Regions from separate parts of the Hordeum vulgare genome. Here region 1 is linked to region 2. Evidence: chromatin contacts called from public Hi-C data. All regions are on one chromosome and are shown on one strand. Each heading gives the region's core, a stretch centred on a gene start, on an enhancer-like site or on the middle of the called end of the contact. The rest is flanking DNA. Distances are from core to core; before and after follow the strand shown. Region 1 holds the start of LOC123407086 (peroxisome biogenesis protein 5). Region 2 holds the start of LOC123408847 (F-box protein At-B).

Region 1 (6,765 bases), core at 2,074-4,573, 600 kb after region 2:
CGAATTAACATATTATTTTACACAATTGATATCAGCAATAGATCTAGCACCAGAATAGGTGGATCTATAATCACTCTTGTAAAATATGTGTTCACTTTTATCAAATATATAAACTCATTATGCAATGTTGATAGTAAAAACCAATAAAAACCAATGATAAATTCAATGCACATTTAGGGCCATCCTCATCCAAAGCTTATTGTTAAAGAGTACATATGTACTCCCTCTGTCCCATAATACAAGAACGTTTAAAAAAAACATTCTTAAATTATGAGATGGAGGAAGTAGATTTTATGAAAGCTAAATACCCATGTCATTTACAACCAACGTATATCTAACTGGCCCTATTGGTTTACATCCAATGAATTATGAGGCGAGCTTTCCTTAGCTTCATATCTGAAACCATCATCACGGGTTGCCATCCAACAAAGAAGCTCCTTTTTCATAATAGCACATGTCCTGTTGAGAGAAAATGAAAGTTAGCATGAAGTAAATAAACATTGAAAAAATAATAAAGTTTCCAGAGTAGCTTACATAATCAATTTACACAAAAATATGGAGATTTTATATAGTAGTTTTAATTTTGGTTTTCTTGATACAACTCAGGAATTCTAGTACACTGGCAGGTATGTTGTCTTCAAATTCATTGTCGGTGAATGTTAGCAGTTGTCCTAAAATTATTTTTCGGAGTTCGCATTCATCATGTACATCCATATTTTTGCAAAAAAAATAAGATTTACATCAAATTTGCAAAATATAATATGCTGGTATTGTATGACAAGACACACTGGCCGGTAACATTCTTTTCTTGGATAATAATCGGCATCAATTCCTTTGGATATATAGAACCATATAATATATTGAAAAGATCACCATTTTTTGTTCACATATATTGCTGCCAGATATTCTCGATGGAACATTAGAAGTTTACCATGCCGCCATAATGGTTACTATTTGTTTGCATCAATTCAAGCTGCTACTTGCTGCAGATAGTTTGATAAAGGAAACAAGATGGCAAACGTACAAATCGAATAGATGTTTTCTTGAGCCTATGGCAATAGACCAATTGTGTTAAATACTTTCTCAAATTAATTTAAATTTCTCGTCAAATTAATTGTGTTAATACTTTCTCTAATTATAGGATGCATAAGCTACTGAGTGGGCCCATAGTGGAGTGATCTGGATGTTTCTTCCAATATTATTTTATCGGCAAGAGCAGATCACGACTTTAATTACTTGCTAGCAGCTAGCTGCACAAACTAAAGATTCGGGCATACAGATCGAAGAGGGACTTGTTTACCCAGTCGGCAAGATCATATCAAGATTTCAAGTAATTGCTAGCATTAAGTTAAGTTGGGGTCTACTGCAGCTAGTTGCAAAAACACACAAAGATTCAGACAAATACAGAGTGTACCGGTGCTTGCTTCAGCCTATGCCAACACACATTTTTTCTAATCAAAGTGTTGCTTACTTGCTTGCATCAATCCAAACTTCTACTTGCTACAACTACTTTCGCAAACAAAATAAGATAGCAAAATAATATAAAGTTTACATCCTATAATCACATCTGAACTGTGGTTCTAAATGAGGAAGAAGTGGAGCAGCTGTTTCTGTCACGTGTAGAGTTCTAAATTCATAGAGATGTGAAGAGTTTGTGATCACAAAAAGTGATCCGGAATTGCCCATGAACTGCTCTGCTATGATATTCGGAGCCAAATTGATGTGAAAAGGGATTATTCAAAAAAGTGGCAACAGAACGAATGCCAAATCAAGTGAGTGCATAGCACCACCTGGGCATCGACTCTTCTCTTCTTTATGCTATAAATCAAAATGGTCGTTCATGTTGTGTTTGCTATTAAGATGCACATACCTCGTGATGTGTTTGCTATTAAGATGCACACACCACTAGGAATTTCAGACGAAGCATATAATTCCGAGATACAACCCAATAAGGTACGTTTATTCTTGAATAATGAAATCCACATACGAGAACTGATATCATAAGTAAATGAGCACACAGTACATAAACATACTGTGTTGAGGACCTCCATCCTCCATCCCGCGAGCGCCTTCGCGGCCGCGTGCGGCTCTGCCCTCTTCGTCTCCACGCGCACGTGTAGCCTCCCCAAGCTGGCTCCGTCGCTCCGTCCGCCCCCGCGCTCCACTCCGCCCGCGGCCAGTGCTCGCGACGTTGTGCTGCCGCCCCCGAGCCCTGGTGAGGCGGCCTTCATCCTCCATCCCTGAGCGCCTCTGCGGCCACGCGCGGCTCCGCCCGCTGCGTCTTCACGCGCCCACGTTGCCTTCCCGCGTCGGATCCGTCGCCCCGGCCGCCCCCGCGCGCCACTCCACCCGCCCCCGTGCGCCACTCCGTCCGCGGTCGGTGCTAGCGCGCCCCGTGCCGTCCCGGTCGTCCGCGTCGCCACGCGTCGGCCCGGCCGTTCGCATCGCCACGACTGGCCCTCTCCGCCTCCGCGCGCTCGCGTACCCACACTCTGCTCGCCCCCTCGGCCTCTTCTCACCGACGACAAGGCTCCTCCGAGGCTCCTCGAGCTCCCCCGCCTCCAAGCTCCATTGTCTTCTCGCCCGTCAGTGAAGGACAGGAATGGATAAGCCATGGTGCCCGATGGTGACTGCGAGGGGGTTTACGTAAAAACGAAACGTTTTTTAACTTACAAAAGGACCACGGGTTGAATACTCGGAAATAGAAAGTCTTTTTTGTAAAACTGCCACGACTTACGACAGAAGCCATCGCTGCTTTATTATTAGGGAGAGATTAGGTGCTAGCCTTTGATTTCAACAACAAATACCAAGCACATCCAAACAACAAAATTTGAATTGAAGGCCATTTCGTTTCCATCTTAGATTTGGTATTCCAGTCCAATTCAATTCTGAGCCAGTTTGTCTACATCCAAACAGGGGGTAAGCATTTTCGCTCACGAATTTTGCAAGAGCAAAACCGGGGGAATTCCAACGTTTTCGCACTGCAATGCCAAAATAAAATAGGAAGATCCTTTGGACTAGAAAAGGAAGACTTCAAGTCTTCAACCAACTTGATATTTGTTTTTTCAAGAGAAAAGAAAAGCTTTCCTATTTTCACACTGGAACGTGAAAGAAAAATAGAAGAACCTTTGAACTAGTAGAATAGGAAAGACTTCAAGCCTTCGGCCAACCTTTAATTTGATTTTTTTTATAAAGGAAAAAAACCGGTTCCCTGTTTTTCTCGTGTGTGAACGAAAAATAAAGTTCCCAACCACCCATACGTACTCTACAGAGAAAAAATAATCTCTCACGTGTCCTGGCCTTATCGGGTCCACAACAGCTTACTCCTCCCCAGGCCCGCCAAGCCACCGCGCCGCAGCACGACTCCTCCCCCCCTCTCCCTCCTCATCTCCTCGGGCTGAACGCCTCTCGCCGCCGGCGATCGGAGCAGCGTCAGCGCCTCCTTCCGGCGCCAGCGGGGGCCTTCCGCGGACATGGGGACGCGCCACCTCATCACCGGCCAGAACAACTGCGCCCCGGACGGGGGCTCCTCCTCCAACCCATTCGGCACCCTCGCCAACACCCTTCTCGGCCAGTCCAGCAAAGCGGAGGTAAACCCTAAGCCCGTCGCCCCGTCGGTCAAGACTATCGACCTTAAGGACTTATTACTCCCTGCATCTGCGCTGGCCTGGATCAATTGGCGCCCTTTAGGTTTCTTGTGCTCATATGCTGCTTCTGTTGCCCGAAGCCAGTGCTGTATCCCGTGCGGTCTAGATGCGCTGAAAAATACGTCTGATTCGTGGGCTGTGCTGTCGCATGTCTCTGATTGCTTGGTGTATTGGTTTAGAGTTTAGACTGTGACCCGACGTGCCAGAGCTATCACTGGTTCAATGTTCCGTATCTGTTCCCTTTTACCTTACTCTGAAACCATGCTCCTAATGTGCTGGGCGAGATACTTGAGTCAGTGCTTTGTAAATTATAAGCTACCAAGTTCACTATAATATCGTCAGGCTTCTCTATTCCTATGCTGTTATCTTGTTAAAAAATATAGTAAAGGGTTAAAAGAGTTCATGGTGCTAGGATTCTAACCTTTAGCACACTCATTTCACCAGTTTAAGTCAAAGTACTCTGTGAATTAGCTTATCTGAGAATCTCTGATTGACCTTATTCTGAACATACCAGTACGAGGTATATGTGAAGACATATTTTTTTTTGTCTCCTACCAGTTTCCATGTTCCTATATAAGAATTTGTGTGGATTAAATTGGAAATATGGGATGTTTAACATCGAAATGCATTGAAAAATTGTACCTGAAGTCCAAGAAAATATTGGTTATAACATTTTCTTTTGTGCAGTCACTAAAGGGACTTCCTGGAGCCTCCGTTAATGTTCCAACTACGTCTGATTATAGCACAGCTCCATTGTCTACTCTCCCTGGCTCTGAGAATGAGTTCAAGCAAGATCAACGACCATTTGCACGGGTAATGGCGATTCTCCAAAACTGTCCTTTTGTGTCCCATTCGGCCACTCCTAACTGTTGTCGAACACTTGCAGGGTGCCGACTTCATTCGTGGGGGTCCTGCTAATGACTGGGTTGAATCTTTTCGTCCTCCGGGGCATTCTGCATTTGGGGGGCCAGAAGCAAACTTTGCAGAGTTTGAGCAAATTTATAACAATGCAGGCCCTACCTTGGGACCGGCCTTGGATGGTAGATTTCTGTGTCTTAGCATTTCTGTCTACTGTGAATGGTTGTCTATTAACCACACATGCAATGACACCTAACTTTTGTTCCAGGTCCACCACAAAGGGTCTTATCTGGTGTTCTGCATTCTTTTCTTTCAAGTGGCCGAGCTGGTGTGCCATTTCAACCTGTCCCAGTACCAGCTCTTGGTTTGTCCGAAGGCGACAAGCAATGTATACGTGATCGCAGCTGCATAATGGCGCGCCATATTTTGGCCGATCAACCTGAAGAATATATACAAGCACAGGTTAACTTTTCTTACATTTGTGTTTGGAATTGCCATGGACCATACGAATTTTCTCACAACACTTGTTTCTGTCCTTCCTCCATTAGCTCAGCTCAGTAGTTTCCTGTTGACTTGCTTGACTTTCCAAGTTCCATGTGCTGCCTATGTTTCGTTGATGAATGTTTATTAGAAGAACATTCATGAATGTAACACTTTTATCCGTATATCAGGTAAATACATTGCTGCATTCTCTTGATATTGACAATAATCATCGGATGAAAAATCCCCTGCATGGGCCGTACCCAGAGATGGAGGAGTACTGGAATCAATCCCAAAGTGCTTTGAGATCAGGCCCAATGCACAATGCTGCAAATAATTGGATTACTGAGTTCGGCAATCAAAATAATAACCCTGAGGGTTGGATCACTGAGTTTGGCAAGCAAAATAATAACCCTGAGGGTTGGATCACTGAGTTTGGCAAGCAAAATAATAACCCTGCGGGTTGGGCGCACTCTTTTGAGCAGCAATATGGTCCCAATGGATGGGCCTCTGAGTTTGAACAGGTCAGAGCCTTGTAAAAGCCTGTTTGACATTTTCACAACCATCAATTGTGAAGCATGTTTTTTCATTGTTTATTTATACTAATCATATGAGCAGACAACACATCCTAGAACCAAGTTCAGCCATGCTGAAGATACTTTTTAGCTTCTAGGCCAGTATAACTATGTTGCAATTGATACCCTTTTATCTGGATAATCTGATTGCCCAATAAATGATGATATCTGGCTATCTATGTATCCAAATGCAATTCTGGATTTCATTTGTATCTGCACCATGCGCTGCAGTATTCTTGAGTGTGTTCTGTTTGTACTGGAATTTTCTCGTAAACATTAGAAAATTATGTTTTCCATTTTCGTGAGTAAATAGCCAATATCCAGCAGGAAACACAATCCAATAAAAAAGTTTGTTTGAGAAGGATATGTGGGTTTGGTATGCCATTACCCAGTTGTAATCTGATAGTTTCCCTACCCTACCCATTGAGCGAGATATTATGATATCTATGAGTAATTGTATGCTGTATTTAGAAATAAAGTTTAAGATATTTTTTATATATGTATGTTTTTTTTAGACAGTCTTATGTAAACATAGAATTCTTACTTCTACTAAATGTAGTTATTCTAGAACATGAGGTGACAAAGGATCACATTCTTTCAACATATCTCTTAAATATTAACTAGTTTTAGTTGGCTTCTAAAGTGAAAAAAAAAAACAAATCCTTGTAATTCGTATGGAAATCTGCATACCCATCATAATTTAGTTTCCTTCTGGATGAGCATGTTCATTTGTTGGATACATGGTTTAAATTATGCTATGTACTTTATGTTGTCTCAGCATCAGTCTCAGATGGCCATGGGTCAGATGGGAGGAGCGAACATGGCGAATCTCGCAGCTATGCAGCAATCCCGTATGCTTGCAGAAACATTATCAAGTAACAATGACCCAAAGTTCCAGGTATTTATGATGGCCTTGTTTATTCATGTAACCCTATTTTGGTTGCACATTGTTTTTACCCACAGTGAAAATTTGCTTGAACAACAGCTCATCATAATTTATTTTTCTTCTTCATAAGGAAATATCCTAGTCATGTTATCTCTGCAATTGATGTGATTGCATTTGCATCGTGATATGCTAGGCTAAACCTAAATGTTCTAGATTAGATCCAACATGCCTAAATAAAGTATCTAAATGGATCCTCCAAAAATCAGACCAAACCTCCTAAATACGATCTTGCTTTCCAAACTGATAGAGAAGAACCTCG
Region 2 (7,068 bases), core at 2,634-5,133:
TGGCATATCTTTAAGCACTTGAGCAACGAGATCATCATTTGTACATCATCTCCTTTTAATAGTATTGGCTTTCTTATGGACTCAATTGTGATTGCTCACATAAAACAAAATGTAGAGTCTTGAAGCTCTTGCCAATAGGTGTTCTTTGCATCTTAGGGGATCCTTCTCATAATTCCTAGCCAATACATTCATTGAACTTTCTTGTAATATACTTGATAGGCTCATTAGTTCAATGAAATATATGGTGTTTTTAATTACGAAAACCACCTAGGGAGAAGTTGTGCTTTCAGCATACCATCTATGCATTGACCTAGCTCATGATGTCTCTATTGGGGACAAAGCATGGAAAACAAGAATTTTTCCTACGATCACCCAAGATATATCTATGGAGATGCATAGCAACGGGAGGGGAGAGTGTGTCTATGTACCCTTGTAGACCGTTAAGCGAAAGCGTATATGATGTGGTTGATGTAGTCATACTCTTCGCGATCCAATAAGATCTAGCGCCGAATGGATGACACCTCCAAGTTCAGCACATGTGTAGCTCGATGACATCTCCTCCTCCTTGATCCAACAAACGAGGGTGGAGAAGTAGATGGTATCACAATTAGCACGATGGCGTGGTGGGAGTGGTGGTGCAACACCGGCAGGGCTTCACCAAGCACTGTCGCGATGAAAAACAAGGAAGAAAACGAGAAAGATGGGAGACATGGCTTCCCCAAGGTAGAGGGAATTGGTGTGTCCCCCGTGATCCTTCACCCTTTATATAGGGGGAGGGAGGGGGAGGGCAACCCTTGGTTCCTCCTCCAAGGGAGGGGGCAACGCCCTAAGGGAGGCTTGCCTCCCAAGTAAGGGGAGGCGCCTCCACCCCTAGGGTTTCCCCTTGGGCCAATCGCATGGGCCTCCTAGGGGCCGGTGCCCTCGACCCAACTAGGCCATGCCCCCCTACAGTCCATGTAGCCCCAGGGGGTGTGTGGACCCCCCTCCCCTTAGACCCCCGAAACCCTTTCGACACTCCCGGTACTATACTGGAAAATCCCAAAACTATTCCAGTAGAAAAATTTGAACTTCCCACATATAAATCTTTACCTCCAAAAAATTCTAATAATACTCTAGACTAGCATGTGGGACTTATCTGTGACTTCGAACAACAATTGGTCACCAATGTACATATCCCAATAATACTCTAGTGTCATGGAACTTTAAGCGTGCGAACCTATGGGTTCGAGAATCATGTAGACATGCCCGAGATTCCTCTTCGGTCAATAACCAATAGCGGGACCTGGATGCCCATATTGGTTCCTACATATTCCACAAAGATCTTTATTGGTTGAACCACGATGTCGAGGATCCGGTTAAGCTCGTATGCAACAACCTTTGTGCAGCGATATATTACTTGCCCGAGATTCAATCATCGATATCTCCATACTTAGTTCAATCTCGTTACCGGCAAGTCTCTTTACTCGTTCCGTAATACAAGATCCCGTGACTAAACTCATTAGTCACATTGCTTGCAAGCTCTTAATGATGTTGTATTACTGAGAGGGCCTAGAGATATCTCCCCGTCACACGGAGTGACAAGTCCCAATCTCTATCCATGCAAACCCAACATAACACCTTCGAGGATACATGTAGAGCATCTTTATGATCAGTCAATTATGAAGTGACGTTTGGGTACACACTAAGCATTCTTTTGGTGTCAGGAAGTTTCAAGATCTCATGGTCTAAGGAACATATACTTGACATGAAGAAAGCTCTAGCAATTAAACTTTAGAGACACGATAATATGCTAAGCTTACAGTTGGGTCTTTTCCATCACATTATTCTCATAATAATGTGATCCCGTTATCAAATGACAACTCACATATATGGTTACGAAACCTTAACCATCTTTGATCAACGAGCTAGTCTAGTAGAGGCTCACTAAGGACACTGTGTTGTTTATGTATCCACACATGTATTTAAGTTTCCGGATAATGAAATTCTAGCATGAACGATAAACACTTATCATGAACAAGGAAATATGATAATAAGGCTGGCCATAGTGGTGGTATCTAATAGCAAACACGCTGATGTGACAGAGAATTAAAGAAGAGAGAGAGTTAGAGTAACATAGGTAGATACTGTATCATGTTAAATGCTATGCTACTTTGAGTCATGCATGGTAATAAATAACACCATATATGATCCTACTCTATGATAGTATGCACAATGAAGGTAATATCATGCACTAGTATCATATGCATAATGCTAGTATATGATACTCCCCATTATGAATAGCTTAACTAATTTATTATTGTCTATAGGGCATATTTCCAACACTATAGTTAACTTTAAACATGTTCTGTTATATTCTACCATCGTCAACTTAAGAAAACTTAAAAAAATCAACTTAATATTAAAGGGTTCTACGGATAAAAAAGGAGACAGAGGGTTTCTAGTGATTTGAAATGAAACCTCTTAATAAAGATTTCCCAAATGGTCCTAACCATGCATCTATTGCGGGCCTGTTAATTTTTCAATAAACACTATACCACCCCCATACTACCACCCCTCCCAAGAACACAAACCAATCTAAACGACCGATGGATTTGGTCTAACGAAAAACAAACAGGAAGATAGAGGATGTAAAGAAGCCTAATAAAAAACGATAGCGGGAAGAGGGGTGCTTTTTGAAATGCTAAGGTTACACTTCAAACCAGGAACCCATAAAAAGATAGAAGAGGGGGGCAAAAGCTCACTTCATTGCCATTGTGGGGCATCTCTTCACTCCGCGAGAGCAAATAAGTCCTCAGTCGATTTTGTCCTACACGGGACAACACTAATGGAAGACAAAAGAAGAATGGGAAGAGGAGGAACGGAGAAAGGCGGGCGTAAAATAAAAATGATAAGAGAGATAGGAAACGAAGCACCCGTTTCTCTTCCGTTTCTACAAATGACACGCCAAAAAAATGAAAACGACTAGCAAACAACAAAGCGAAGGCCGAACAACAAATATGCCTAAAAAAAGCATGCTTGATTTGAATGGACTGACAACCGGACACGAACGGAAACCCGACCACGCGCGACAAAAAATCGAAGCAGAGTCAAGTTTATGTAAAGATCTACAACAATCAATCGGATGGACCATAGCTTAGATCGATGAGACATTGTCCGTTTTATTTTGCATGGACACACGCATGCACACACACATTTATTGGCATGCTAACAAAAACATGTGGATGTCCATAACATCATGCATTTTGCAACTCATTGAGCAGCCACCACACATGGAATGTTTTGAAAACTCAGATACTAGCGCTAACCTTTAGAGCAACTTCAATAGGACCACTCATTTCGTCTGCAGCCGTCCGTTTGGGTCCACGCCGACAAAAGTGAACATCCAACACGTGGATTCATTGTCAAAATGCGTCCGCTTCGCGTTCGTGACAATCCATTTCCGGTTTAAATTTGGAAGTGAAATGTGTCGGCGCGGACGCGAAGCGGATGCACGCGCGTCCTTTTGGTGTACGCATGTGGTTGTGTCTGCTTATTTAATTCGCTGACCGATCCCCACCCGTCTTTCTTCTATTATTTTAATATCACAGTATTGTTATTCACTTATTTTTCGTTGGATGCATGTATCGATCCATTTAAAAAAAAATACGACTAGATCGGCTAACAATCCAAACAAAAAAAAAAACAAAAACACTATCCGTTTGAGTTGAGCAGGTCCGGTTTATTGGTTTATTTCCTCATCTAGAACAGTACCGATTAATAAAAGTTTTAAACGAAGGACGGTGGCGTGTTCTCACTCCGGGCCCAGATGTCATACCCACGCGGAGGGCCCGCGAGACGTGGTGGTATATCCGGGGACGGTCTCCGCGCATCTGACTCTAGGTCTGAAAGCAACAGGGAAGGAGCTATGGAGAAGAAGCCTCGCGGCGCCGGCGACGGCCAGGGCGGTGGCGAGGCCTCCGGCAGCGTCGGAGGAGGCCTGGTCGACATCCTCCCCGAAGCGCTCCTGGTGGAGGTCGTTGGCCGGGTGGGGCTAGAGGCTGCCTGCTCCGCCGCAGCATCCTGCCGCGCCCTCCGAGGCGCCGCCGGTGCCGCCTTATCCTCCGTAGAATCCCTAGACCTCTCGGTGAGCTTCCTCCCTCTCTCACGCTCCCCGCCTCTCGCCAGATATGGTCTCCCTTCAACCTGGGGTTTGGTCGATGTTGCAGGCGTTTACGCCGACGAATACTATCGCGAATAGGATTCTTGCCGGTAATGGCAAGCTCCGCAACCTCACCGTCAATTGCAGCCTACTCAATGACTCTGCAGTCGCTGCTATTGCGAAGGAGAGCCTCCGCGAGCTCTCGCTGCTCAAGTGCTCCTCGTTCTCCCCGTACCTCTTTGTGGTGATTGGTGAGAGGTGCACCAATTTGAGGTATGGTTCTTCAGCAATTGCTTGTTTGCTTACATTACAGTTGGACTTGTGGTGGTAATAGCTGATACAGGGCTAAAGCCTAAAAGTCATGTTTGAGTCGAACACGAAGTAGGCAGGGCCTCAATTATATGGACAATGCTGTGTCTAACCGAGAGAGAGGTGGACTCAGCACGCAGAGAGCGGTCTGACTTGCCATTTCAGGGGGTCTGACCAGAGTCTCTCGTGCGTGTCGAGTTTGTCAGGATATCAAATAGTACCAGGGAAGAGTGCCCACTGAACAGAAGAGATCCCAGGGGATGTAGGTTTTGGTTGAACCTCGTCAACAATCGCCGGGTTCAACATGTCGTATATTGGGTTCAACATATTGGATGTCGGATATCGGGTTATATATCAGACGATATGTAGATATATCAGAGAAAATATATCTGGATTGTTTTCATTATTCTTGTTCAAAAACATCTTTTTAGTGAAAACAAAATTTACATTATTCTTGTTTTCATTATTCTTGTCGTCTAGCATAATAAATTTAGATTCCTAGTTTATTAACTTGTTAATTAAAAAACTATTTAAGACAGATTCACAAAGTTTTCACTCTAAGATTAAAGACAATACGTTATGTATGTGTTTCTACAAAACATTATACATGACTTTCATAATACAATGAAGTTATCAGTATATAATATTTTTCCACTGCTTTTCGCTAAACAATTGTATTCATCGACATACCAGTCTATATCAGTGGACATATCGCTCATATTGGTCAATATTTCAGTCCAAATCGGATGATATGTGCGAAAATGATATTTACAAAATGAAATATTATGTTTATATTGGTAGAGTCCCAAAACTGATATCTCAGCCTACATATATCTATGCTTCTTGACCTGGTACTGTGACTAGTGGAGCCAAGCGGCCATGGTATTAGTTGTGGAAGTTATTATTGGCACTAAGCCATGGAAGCTAATTTCATAACAGTATATTTCTTGAGAAATTGGATTAGGCGCTGTGAACTGTTGCCTAATATTATTGCATTGTAAGGTTTATTGTTGCCCAGGTGGGATGGGCATTAGGGAAATTTGATTTGTACCTGGCATAGTGATTGGTTAAGTTTCCGTTCTCTAAAAAATGTTTTGTTTTCATCTTGGACCAAATCCTGAGAAGTCTGAGCATATTGTATTTATTCAGATCAATTACACTGGAGATGGCAAACTTGAGCGGCAGTGAACATTTTGTGATCTGCCGTAAGTCCATAGCACACATGTTCAAAGGATGTGATTATTTGGAGGTGAGGTGTCTTTGTCACATATGAACATGATACCCTTCTGAACTTAGAAAGATGGAAATTGCATCTTTGAATAGTTTTTAGATTAGCATCTTTTGAGTACAGTTTAAGTAAAAAAAGAAAAGCAGTCTTTGAGTACTAAAGCATATATATATATATATATATATATATATATATATATATATATATATATATATATATATAAGGTTAAGTAATATTAGCCGTGAATTTTGAGTAATTACTGTTGGAATAAGTTAATTTGGTTGCTGTGTGTATATACCTAATCTGTCTTTCCAAATTTATGCATGCAGAATCTTTCCCTGAAATTCCCTCTGCTAGCTCCAGGCTCTGTTGATTTCGATTCTTTGGTGCCTGTTATGCCTAGTACCATCAAGGTACTATTGCTAATGCCTATAGCCAATTGGCAGGCAAAGAAACTCTTTCCTATAAGCTCATCTCTGAAGACACCCTTCAGTGACAGTCTAGAATCACTGTCTTTAGTTCTGGACATAATAACGGATGAACTTGTTACCTTCATCACTGGAAGTCTCTCAAACTTACTTGAGCTCTGCCTAGAAGACAACCCTGGAAGTGAAGCAGATCTGGACAATGATCTGACCAATATTGGGCTGCAAGCACTTGGTTTATGCCAGAACTTGACACATTTATCTCTTACACGCGGTAAGCAGGGTTGCTCCTCCACCTTCAGAAGGGTAAACGACTTTGGGCTGCTGATGCTTGCGGAAGGATGCAAGCAACTCCAAACCATTAGGCTTGGTGGGTTCTCTAAAGTGAGAGATGCTGGATATGCAGCCCTTCTCCACTCTTGCAAGGACCTGAGGAAATTTGAGGTCAGTACCGCCTCATGTTTGTCAGATTTGACGTGCCTTGATCTTGATGAGGCAGCAACAAAGATCACAGAAGTGAGGTTGCTATCTTGCGGTCTCTTGACCAGCGAAACAGCAATATCTCTGTCATCCTGCACCAACTTGGAGGTTCTTGATCTGTCAGGTTGCAGGAGCATTGCAGACTCTGGCCTGTCCTCCATCTCGCAGCTTTCCAAGCTAACTCTACTGGACCTTGCGGGAGCTGATATTACCGATGCAGGTCTGTCAGCACTCGGTAACGGGAGCTGCCCAATATCTTCCTTATGCTTGAGGAGTTGCAGAAGGATCACCAACAACGGCATAGCCTCATTGCTGTTGGGGAGTGGCACCATCAACAAAACTCTGGCCGCGTTTGATGTTGGGAACGTGCCAAGGATATCGGGCAGAGCTGTCACGTTGATTGCCAAGAACTGCGAGCGGATAAGCAGCCTGTGTCTCCGAAACTGCGTGCTCATCACCGATCCATGCCTCGAGACTCTAGGTTTGGA

Evidence for each region. Hi-C and Micro-C count contacts between places; a contact is called where the count stands out from the background.
Region 1: a contact with region 2 is called in a Hi-C map of leaf, with 5 times the contacts expected there. The contact joins the promoter of LOC123407086 here to the promoter of LOC123408847 in region 2. A contact is called at or near these places in 4 of 6 Hi-C or Micro-C datasets (leaf and seedling) and 1 of 1 datasets of contacts at active chromatin or transcription factors (embryo).

Annotation. Positions count from the first base shown.
Region 1 is chr7H:164,163,325-164,170,089 of MorexV3_pseudomolecules_assembly, forward strand. LOC123407086 (peroxisome biogenesis protein 5) reads left to right here and starts at 3,324. Exons shown (of 14, transcript XM_045100127.1): 1 at 3,324-3,590; 2 at 4,335-4,460; 3 at 4,534-4,687; 4 at 4,774-4,967; 5 at 5,177-5,509; 6 at 6,339-6,458. The coding sequence starts at 3,474.
Region 2 is chr7H:163,560,422-163,567,489 of MorexV3_pseudomolecules_assembly, forward strand. LOC123408847 (F-box protein At-B) reads left to right here and starts at 3,884. Exons shown (of 4, transcript XM_045101887.1): 1 at 3,884-4,123; 2 at 4,206-4,411; 3 at 5,597-5,696; 4 at 6,005-7,068. The coding sequence starts at 3,905.